Linked DNA regions of Sus scrofa: region 1 is linked to region 2. Evidence: chromatin contacts called from public Hi-C data. All regions are on one chromosome and are shown on one strand. The core of a region is the stretch at or near the end of the contact, and the rest is flanking DNA. Distances in the headings are between cores, read along the strand shown. Region 1 holds the start of DCAF17 (DDB1- and CUL4-associated factor 17). Region 2 holds the start of GORASP2 (Golgi reassembly-stacking protein 2).

The links. A called contact is a pair of places that touch in the nucleus more often than the background predicts.
Region 1: a Hi-C map of skeletal muscle shows a contact between it and region 2, with 7 times the contacts expected there. The contact joins the promoter of DCAF17 here to the promoter of GORASP2 in region 2. A contact is called at or near these places in 2 of 5 promoter capture datasets (fetal skeletal muscle and skeletal muscle), 8 of 47 Hi-C or Micro-C datasets (differentiating spermatogonia, heart right ventricle, liver and 1 more) and 2 of 2 datasets of contacts at active chromatin or transcription factors (alveolar macrophages and skeletal muscle).

The regions. Positions count from the first base shown.
Region 1 is chr15:77,561,645-77,566,879 of Sscrofa11.1, reverse strand. DCAF17 (DDB1- and CUL4-associated factor 17) reads right to left here and starts at 2,251. Exons shown (of 12, transcript XM_021076469.1): 1 at 1,777-2,251; 2 at 1,253-1,356. The coding sequence starts at 1,902. It overlaps METTL8 (methyltransferase-like protein 8), which reads left to right and starts at 2,388. Exons shown (of 12, transcript XM_001925591.5): 1 at 2,388-2,635.
Region 2 is chr15:77,097,921-77,103,049 of Sscrofa11.1, reverse strand. It overlaps GORASP2 (Golgi reassembly-stacking protein 2), which reads right to left and starts at 3,742. Exons shown (of 11, transcript XM_021074828.1): 1 at 3,495-3,742. The coding sequence starts at 3,557. It overlaps LOC110256942 (a long non-coding RNA gene), which reads right to left and starts at 3,875. Exons shown (of 1, transcript XR_002339024.1): 1 at 3,492-3,875.

The DNA.
Region 1 (5,235 bases), core at 1,002-3,501, 470 kb before region 2:
GGTTAACGAATCCGACTAGGAACCATGAAGTTTTGGGTTCGATCCCTGGCCCTGCTCAGTGGGTTAAGGATCTGGCATTGCCTGTGAGCTGTGGTGTAGGTTGCAGACACAGCTCGGATACCGCATTGGTGTGGCTCTGGCATGGCTCTGGTGTAGGCCAGCAGCTATGGCTCCGATTTGACCCCTAGCCTGGGAACTTCCATATGCCGTGGGAGTGGCCCAAGAATGGCAAAAAAACAAAAGAAATAAAAAATAAATTGGTAATCTACTAGGAATACAGCCAATCACAAATAAATCACATACTATGCAATTTCATTTTTTTGAAATGTCCAGAATAGATCAATCTATAGAGAAAGAAAATAAACTACTAGTTGCTTAGGCCTGAGAGTGTTGAAGGTATTGCTGTGATAGTTAAAGGGTATAGTGTTTCTTTCTAAGGTAATGAAAATGTTCTAAAATTAACCGTAATGATGGTTGCCTATATGAATCACCAATAGTTCATCAAATTCATTTTCATTGAATACTAATTTCAAGGAAGTAAAACTCATTGAATCATACACTTTAAATCAGTGAATTATAAAGCTGTTTAAAAAGAAGGAACGAAGGGAGTTCCCGTTGTGGCTCAGTGGTTAACGAATCCCACTAGGAACCATGGGGTTGCGGGTTCAACCATGGGGTTGTGGGTTCGATCCCTGGGGTTGTGGGTTCGATCCCTGGCCTTGCTCAGTGAGTTGAGGATCTGGCGTTGCCGGGAGCTGTGGTGTAGGTTGCAGACGCGGCTTGGATCCCGCCTTGCTGTGGCTCTGCTGTCAGCCGGCACCTACAGCTCTGATTAGACCTCTAGCCTTGGAACCTCCATATGCCACAGGAGCAGCCCAAGAAATGGCAAAAAGACAATAAATAAGTAAATAAATAAATAAGCATCTAATTATTAGATACCTGTATCTCTTGACTCTATCTTTTAAGCAGCATAAAATACTACATTGTACCCAGCAAGCTATCATTTTGCCTGCAACATGAATTCGCTATAAATTGGTATTATAGCGAATACCAATAAAATGAAAATGAAACCTCAAGCTTTAGGTTTAACAAGATTTTTAAGTTACACACATTTTATCCCCTACTCTTATTTTTGGACCCATTTTTCCATTCTCTTATTTCACAAGCACTAATGTAGGCATAAGTGTTTCCATAAATATTAGAGTTCAGATCAACAGTCAAATGAATTACAACAAAAATTTTCACCAGATACCTGCTGACACAGCATCGATAATTATCAAAATATATTCTTCCTCTCTCATAGGCTATAGGTGACTTGGAATGAGTCGTCCAAACATTCTTAAATTTAGTACTTTCCTGAAAGACACAAGGAACTTCAGTTTAGGAAATAACTCATAAGCTTCCACTCTGCACCAATTTTAAGTTGGATGGTTAAATTGACAGTTTGCAAAGTAATTTCATGTACTTTTTAGAAAACATTATGTTCAATGCTTCCTCAATCTGCCCTCGCGTTTTGGCTTAAGTGGAGTGATCGATTTTAGAAAAACTGTTTCTAAGAAGATATACGAAGGTTAAAACTAAAAGCATGCGGCGGTTCCGTTTTAATGGTTATTTACTAATCCCCCCGCTTCAAGGCCTGGATCACCCTGACCATCATGTGAGATCTTAAAAACGGGCTGTCCTGCAGAAAAACTGCACCCCAGCAAGAAGGCTTGACCTCCCCGTCGCCCCGTCGCCCCGCTGCCCCAGGTCCGGCTCCCGGTGGCGGGTGGTCACCTGGCACACCAGCGCCCGCAGGATGCCCAGGTTGGTCCTCTGCACCACGCCCGCGTCGCGCGAGAAGAAGCCCAGCGCCCGGCGACTTAGCCGGCAGCACACGTTGGGCTTCTGACTTGGCCCCATGGAGGCGCGGGCCAATCGCGGAGTTGTCCGGGCCCAAGAGGGGCGCGCCCCTCACTCCCGCGCAGAGCAAGGGCCCCTACCGCCGAACCTCCAGGCCCCAACTCCCTGAGGGGCCCAGGAAAAGGTGACACCGGGAGCCTGGCAGTGGGCGCAGGGCGGTGGGGCGAGGGGAGGCAGAGCCGGTGCTGCCCGTGAGTGGAGAAGTGGGAAGGAAAAGCAACTCCCTTCTCCGTCGGCCCCTCCAACGCTCTAGGGCTCGGGACCCGGCTGCCGACAGCGCGACGCCTGCGTAACGCGCGGTCGGATGGAGCCGTTCCCTCACCGGGAAATGTAGTTCCCAGTACACGCTGAGGGAGCCTGGCCTGTTCCCAGAACTACAATCCCCATCAGGCAGCGGGCAGCGAGCCCTTGCCCTGGCCCCGCCTTCAACCCACCACAGCCCCGCCCCGCCCCTCCTCCTGGGGCTGGGCTGAGTCTGCGCTGTAGGCCTGGCGCGCTTTTCCGGGTCTGCACGCGGCGCCGGGGGAGGGCCTGGTGGCTCTGTACTGCCGCCTCCTGGTCTCGGTTTCTTAGAATACGCCCTTCGCCCAGGGGTTCGTTTCTTGCCGCCCGGTACCCCCAAGCCTCTGAACCCCTGGACTCTTGCTTTGGGAGGCTCTGGCGGGACGCCGAGAGGGGCATTGTGTCGTGTGCGATCCCTTCCCCCCGAGGCAGCATCATGTGCTAAAGAAAGGTACGCCCTCGGCTTTCCCTTCAGTGTACTGTGAACGTTTTGGATGAGATGTATAGTTAAACATTTGGGATCAGTAAACACTGCTTTTGTGTTATGAGTTAGTGGTGAAGATGCTGGCATTCCCGCCAAACTGGAGTTGAATTACCCTTTACCAGAGGTCTGCCCTGCTGTGGCCCTCAGAGACGCGGGCAGGTTTTGCAATAATTGCTGCATTTTCCTTTCACATTTTACTCCCTCCTTATCGGGAATGAAATATCACATATTTACATTATTATTGAACTGCCCGAGGCATTCCAGTTTGATTGCTCTTAAGTAAAAGATGACTTTGTGACTATCCCTGCCTGTAGGTCAGAGTTCCCACTACACTGCATTTTCAGCAATCTTGCACCAGACTTGTCCTATTGCTCTGCTTGTGAGTCCCTTGAGGGTGGTGTCTTTGCATTTCCCACGTGGCCTCTTGTTCAGAGGTAGGCAAGGCAGCAACTCCATCTGACAGAGCAAAAAGTACAACCCTGGGTGAGTGTGTTGGGTTAAGTGTTTAGGAAAAATTTGTCATATCTCTTTTTAACCCTGCTGAATTTCCTTTAGGGCCTAGGCTTTTGCTGATTTTTCATATCTTATTTACAGCATACTGTGGAGTGCTTTGTATATTTTTAGAGAGCGCTATAATAGTTAATTTGCTAATTCATGAATGCAGCTGTCGCTGAGAAAACTGGGACCCAGAAAAGATAACGGGATTTTCTTTGGCTGAAATGAAATTCAAATCATTGCTGAATTGAACTCATAATCTTTTTTCATCTTCCCCTTCACCCCCACTTATTTGTCTTCCAGTGGTCTTTATCTCACCTTCCAAGCCCCAAGTCACCCAAGGGACAGCCATCTTTTCCCTCATCCTCAACCAAGTACTTTTGATTTTGATATCTGTCTCCTCTTCATACCCCAGCATAATTTAGGGCCTCACCATTTTATCACATTATTATGTTAAATAGCCTCCTTTCTGCCTTACTTAAATACTTTCAATTCCAGCCCTCCACTCTGCTGCCAGAACGATTTTTCTAAAGCACAAATCTGTCATTTCCCTATTAAAGCTTTTACGTGGCTCCCAATCACCCAGAGCAGAATTTCTCAAACCCACGTAGATACCCAGGATTAACTTAAAATATGATCAGTATGTTAAATATATGCAAATATGAAACTGTATATAAACTCCTTATGTTGTATCTTTTGTACAGCTATAATGCTCAATTATATGTTAAATGAAGCAAAACTATAATACACATAAATTCTGATGATTGCTTGTTCATTGTTACCAATGAGACTGTTTTTGCTGGACCTATAATGCTCTAAAACAATCTTCACTGTACTTTGGGGCATAAATTCCTTACCGAAAAGCCCGTTTATATTGTCCTTGTGTTGAGAGATTACACAATGACTTCACCCCTTTATTTAAGCCTGTAAAACTTTCCTTTGATCCATATGTCATGATTTCATTTGCTCTTCACCTGACAGTCTCCATGTCTCATTATCCTGCACCAGTGACAAATGGTACCACTTGTTTGCCAGTGCAGTCCTGAACACAAACGTGTAAAATGAAATCTTGTGACAGTAATCAATTAAAAGGTGCCATCCAGGTGATCCAGAATATCCTTTTGTTCAAAAAAACTTTTTTTCTCTTTGGATTTTTATTAAATTGGAAATAAAAAACTTCTCTCGAGACATCTCATCACCTTGGGGCTACATATACAAATCCCTCTAGGTATGTCTAGGTCCCCTTATAGGACAAAATCTGAATGCCTTAGTGTAGAATACAGGGCACTCTCTTATCTGTATCTTGCCCCCATTTTCAGCCTCATCAGCCTTGCCCACATTTTGCTCTCATGGTTCTGATATGTTGCCTACTTGTTCAAACTGGGGTGCCTTTACATTGAACATGTCTTTGTCTGGAGCTCCCTTCTTCTCTTGTCTATTTATCTCAATACTCATCCCAGGTCTTCTAGCTCCACTCAGACACTTCCAGACCCCTCCGTTTTAGATGTAGTTTTGCCTCTTCTCACATGTACTTTGCATACACTGGTTGTGGCACTAATAGAATTGTTGTTTGTCTCTCTTCCCAACATATTGTGTTCAGAGCTGTCCATTCATTCATTTAGCCTCCTTATGCATTAACCACATTTTAGGCAGTATACTCCAGATGCATATGAATATGGAATGAATGAACTATTCTGAAAACAATGTTTGTGTAGGTTGTATTATCAGCAACTAAGTACTTGTAACATAGAATCAGATTTAGTCTCTTTATTTCCAAATAAATAGGAAATGACAATATTAATCAGAAGAAATAACATTTTAAAAACTTTAATCCCTAACAGTTTTACCTATAAAGTAGATATTTTCTTATTGAAGGTAAAATGGCATGAACATATATCTCTAGCTTAAGATTTGGAAATGACTTCTCTTAATTTGGGGCATAAAATAAACATTGGTGTTTGGTTTGTTTGATTTTTTTCATTCTGTGTCTGTGATATTTATGGAATACTTAACCATCCTTGCCATGATATTTTAAAGACAAAAAAGAGGAGATGTGAGTTCAGAAGTTAATA
Region 2 (5,129 bases), core at 2,493-4,992:
TAAAAATTTTGGAAAATACATTAAAGTTTAAAAGAAATAGTAACGTCACCACTCACCAATAACCCTTTTAATATCCTGGCTTATGGAACATATGTGCACATACCCAGAGGCATACCCATGACCAGAGAGTGTTTTGAAACAATTTTCACTGAATGCATAGCATTCCAATCTGTAGTTAGGCCCTGACTTATGTAACAATTCCTCAGCTGTTGGCTATTTAGGTTTTAAAGCCAACATGTTACAACTTTTGGCCATACTGTACTTGAATATGTTATTTACTCAAAAACTTTTTGAAACTTGGCTAAGGGGCAATATTAGGCACAGGGAAAAAAGAGGAAAAATACTTAACAGTATTTACCTTCTTTAGAGGGTCGGATTACACATCATTTAGGTTCTTTGTTAAACTTTTTGAACTTATCCAAATGATCTCTAATGAGCATGTGCTGATAATCAGAAAACAATGTAGTAATTTCTAAAATGAAGACCCCATATTTATACAACACATTAAAATTCACTAATATGGGGAAATACGTTTTAAGTGAAAACAAAAGGCAGGATTTAAGGTTGTATATAAATGTCTAAAACCAGGAGGTGGTGCTTAACCAAACTCTGGTACAAGGGACTTACTCTGGAGCTAAGTAAAAGCAAGAGGCGAATCTGTGTGCTGCTATGGAAAGGCAGCCCAGATGCCTTGATAGATAAGAAGGCAAAGGTGTGTAACAGTATGTATCCTATGATTCTGACAATTATAAAAGGAAACAAAAAAAGAGAGGGAAAGGTTGTGTGTCTTCCTTTATAAGCATGAAATAATTTTTTTTTTTTTGTCTTTTTGCTATTTCTTGGGCTGCTCCCGCGGCATATGGAGGTTCCCAGGCTAGGGGTCCAATCCGAGCTGGAGCCACTGGCCTACGCCAGAGCCACAGCCACGTGGGATCCGAGCCACGTCTGCAACCTACACCACAGCTCCTGGCAACGCCGGATTGTCAACCCACTGAGCAAGGGCAGGGATCGAACCCACAACCTCATGGTTCCTTGTCGGATTCGTTAACCACTGCTCCACGACAGGAACTCCAAGCATGAAATATTTTTGAAAAAATACATAAACAACGGTGGTTACTTCTAGATTCTGAGTATGGTGACTAGGTATATAATATGATCACAACATGAAAATGTGCATTAATACATAAATACATAGTAGAGAAAAAGGAAAGTATATAGCAGAAAACCTGGAACCATTTCAAGGCTGTCCCCTAAATACATTCTAAAGCAGAACCTACCAATGGATGTGGACAAAACATGTTCAATCCCTGAATTGTGGTAATACAACTCTGAACCAGCAATAATAAAATAGCAGTGGACATCAGTGTCACTATAAATTGGTATTTCAAAACACAATCATACAAGTTTCTATTACTAGCATGGAAATGGTCAGGGAATTATTTTTTTAAAAAGTAACTTTTAATTAAATGCTAGAACTTGTTAAACTTGGGTGACTTTATTCCATGATTACCCTGCCATATTTATTCTGGTTAACAAGCTCAGTAATTCAGAGATGGAATATACAACTGTAATTGAGATAATAACAAATGAAGATATTTTTAAATGTTGAGATTTAACCTAGTACTTTCTCCCTCAAAAAAAAAAAATTTTTTTAATTAGCCTAAACTAGATGATCATGACTATTTTAAAGCACCAACAAAACTCAAATGAAAGAAAAATTATTTTGTCTTTGTAACATTTATGCCCTAGATGAAGACTGGAAACTAAAGTTGTCTCTAGTGCTTCTAAAAACCATATTTATAGATTAATAGCCGATACACCACTGAATATGAGTGAGTGCTGATTTACTGAAGTGCACCTATGTAAAGAAATTCACTTCAACTTTAACACTGAACGAACATAGTCATTAACAGAAGTCACTGAATTAGAATCCTTTTGATGTGTACAGCTTTCTTATAGACTAAAAACTCATCAACACTGCTTTACCTAGTGCATGAATTATAAAAATATCACGAATCCCAGTATTCATGGCCACAATCAGCAACTGTGAGAATCATCTGGTAATACTGGACAACATAGTCCAAAAGCAGAGGAACTCAGAATCAAACCAGAGAATAGAAAAGTACTGCCACCAAGTTTCACTTCACAACTGGGATTTGACCATTCTCCCTCCATTTCCGTCAGCGTGGTACTTGGGGGCTGGCTTAGCTGAAGGGAATTAGAAGGTAATAGTTTATTTATACATTCTCTGTATTTTCTGGGAAAATCATACTCTCCTACCAAGAGTGTGGCTTCAACAGGGATTTTTAGCAGAGTGGAGAGGCAACTAGATGTGATAATCCTGAAGATCAGAAAGGTGACTGATGACAGCCCTATCAAGCAGACTTCTGGTAATTTAGTTTAAGAATGCTGTCTCACCTCAAACATGGGACCTAAGGGAGAACATGGCTGTAGCACCACGGATTGAGCTTTCCTACTTTCAGTGAAAATTAGCCAGGAGCTAATATCTAGTTACACTGAATGGTGCTCCAGATTGGGGCTAGTTTGCTGACAGTCCATCATGTTATCACTCACGCAGGTGTCACGCACACAATCAACATTGCTACTTTTAAAGACACTCAGTTCCACGAGGAAAGGACCACATGCTCTGAACAACCCAGGCTATTCATAGCAGGGACTTAGCTAATGCTTTCAGAGATACTGTTTCCCTGCGTCCTGGGGACTGAGGTTGCTTTCCTTTATTTACCTGATTTTTTTTTTTTTTTTAACGTTCCTCTCCATTTACCTCTTTTACACTGTGGATCTAAACATTCATCACCACCACACCCTGAGCAGACTTAGAAAAAAGAGAACGGAAGTTCCCCTGGGCAGGAAATGTGGAAGAGGAGCGTTGGAAAGGTCAGGAGCGACACAGGACAGAAGAAAGTCCAGTTGAAAATCAAGCAGATTTAAGTACGTCGAACCTGCTTCTAGGCCATTTCGTTTTGTTTGCCTAATTGGCCTTTCCCGACATCCAGACAGCGCCGAGGTAGATTAACACCTGCCGTCGCATCCCCCTCCCCTAGCCTGCGGATTCCAGACTTCCTTTTCACAGAAAAGAAACGCTACCTTCACCATCACCTCTTTTACAGACTTTGCCCCCAAGCCTTCCTTGACTTTGGGAGCTAAGAATGAAGGGGAGAGGGGCAGAGAAGGCTCTCAAAAGGAAAAGGAGCCGAGGTTGCCCTCTTCGCCTGGGCCGCCCCCGGCCAAATCGTAGGCTGCCACCTCTGGCTCCAGCCTCTCCTTCCGGATGCTGGGCCCGGAGAGTCCGGGGTAGGCGGGATGCGAGCGGCCTCTCGAACCGGCCTCGGCCAACGCAGCGCCGGCACTCGCCGCTCCTTCTCGGGGTCCGGCCTGGCTGCCCCAAGAAGAAGCCCGTCGGGGCCTCAGCCTCCCCGTGACCGGGCCCCGCCTCCAGCCCGCCACCCCCGCGCCGCCGTCGATGCTCTTACCCGCAGGACGTGGTAGCCCTCCGTGCCCCCGCCTGGGATCTCGACGCTCTGCGAGGAGCCCATGGCGGCGGGCGATCAGTGTGGCCGGGCCGGGCTTCGCGCAGCTCCCGCCTCCCGCGCACCACCCGCTCCGCTCCTCCGCGTAGCACTTGGGACGTGGCACTCGCTGCCTCGGGAGAGCCGGGCCGCGCTGCCCGCTGGGAGATCGTCGCCTCGGCAGCTGGGGCCGCAGCGACGCCGCCGACAGCGCCACCTGCCGCGAACCACCGGGAGGAGCCTGAGCGTACAGCAGGCGAGGGGAGGGGGGAGCGGGAAGGTGGGGAGGGGCCTTACTCGTGCTCGCGAGAGAGCAGAAATACGGTTCATCCAGCCTTGGCACCTTGCTACGGGTCCCTGGGCTTGACAAGATTCATCTAAGCCGCGTTCCCGCTAGCCTGCAAGAAGAGTTGTTTGATTGTAGCTCCGCCTGGTGGCCAGAGACCAGGAAGGGGCTGCTGTTGAAAAGAACCGGGTGGATGCAAACACTACGAGTTCCCTCTTCTCTGAGTTTAAAGTACTCCTCCCAGGTTGTACGGAGGAGCGTGGTAGGGTATCTTCGTGGGCAGATAGCGCTTCCGCTCACCTCTTTATAAAGGAAAACGCTCCCTTCATAAAGCACTTGTCCTAAAGAGTCATGGAGGACCCGCCGAAGTTCTTTGTTTTTTTTCCCCTAATTATGAGAAAAAGATCGTCACAAACTGAGCGGTGCCCGAGTGGGGAGCACAGTTGGATGCCCTTGGAGTTCCACCGCCTGCTGCTCAGTTCTCCACCCCGCTTCCTTCAGTTAGCCAACTTGTGGTCACAGTTTTCCTACTCGGTTGCTCCTTTTGCCCCTTCCCTTCTAAAACCCCGCAGTTATGGCCATTGCCCACGGGTCAATTTGAGTATCACTTACGGTGGATCAACCAGATATCAGAGCATGTGTATTCTGATGTGAAGCAACATGAAGTACCTGTTATCACCTGTGAAGTACTCTGGTCCAAAATGTTTACCTTGCTCCTTTCACACCTTTAGTTAGATCTTCCAATTTACAGGAAGAGAGGATAGAGGAATAAGTAAAATGATTTCACAAGGAAGCAACCAGGCAAAAATACAGGAAGTGAGCCGTTTTTCATAACAGCTGGCCAGTTCTTTTCATCAAATCGGAATAACAAGAAAGAGTTTATACTGGATTAAAAGAAATAATCAAGAATATAGCCAGGAGGTGCAATGAAAGGCCATGAGTTAGGGGTTGATTTGGAAAAATAAGCTGTAAAGGACAGTTTGGGCTCAATTGGGAAAATGTGAATACTGAGAATTTGAAGGTAAAGCATTAATTGTCCTGGAAAAGTGGAAATTATTGACTGAAAAAAGACCAGGTTATAAGGCAAAATATGTCTGTAAACAATACAGACATATTTTTGTAAACCAAATACACCTTAACGCAGAGTATGTGTATGAAGATGTAGCAAGATATGAACCAAGCATTACTATGGTGACCCCTTGGTAGTGATGGAATTTTTTTTTTTTTTTTTTTTTTTGGTTTGGTTTGTCTTTGCTGGTGCTACATTCTGAAATACTCATGGACTGCTTTTGTAACAATAGAAGAGTATTTAG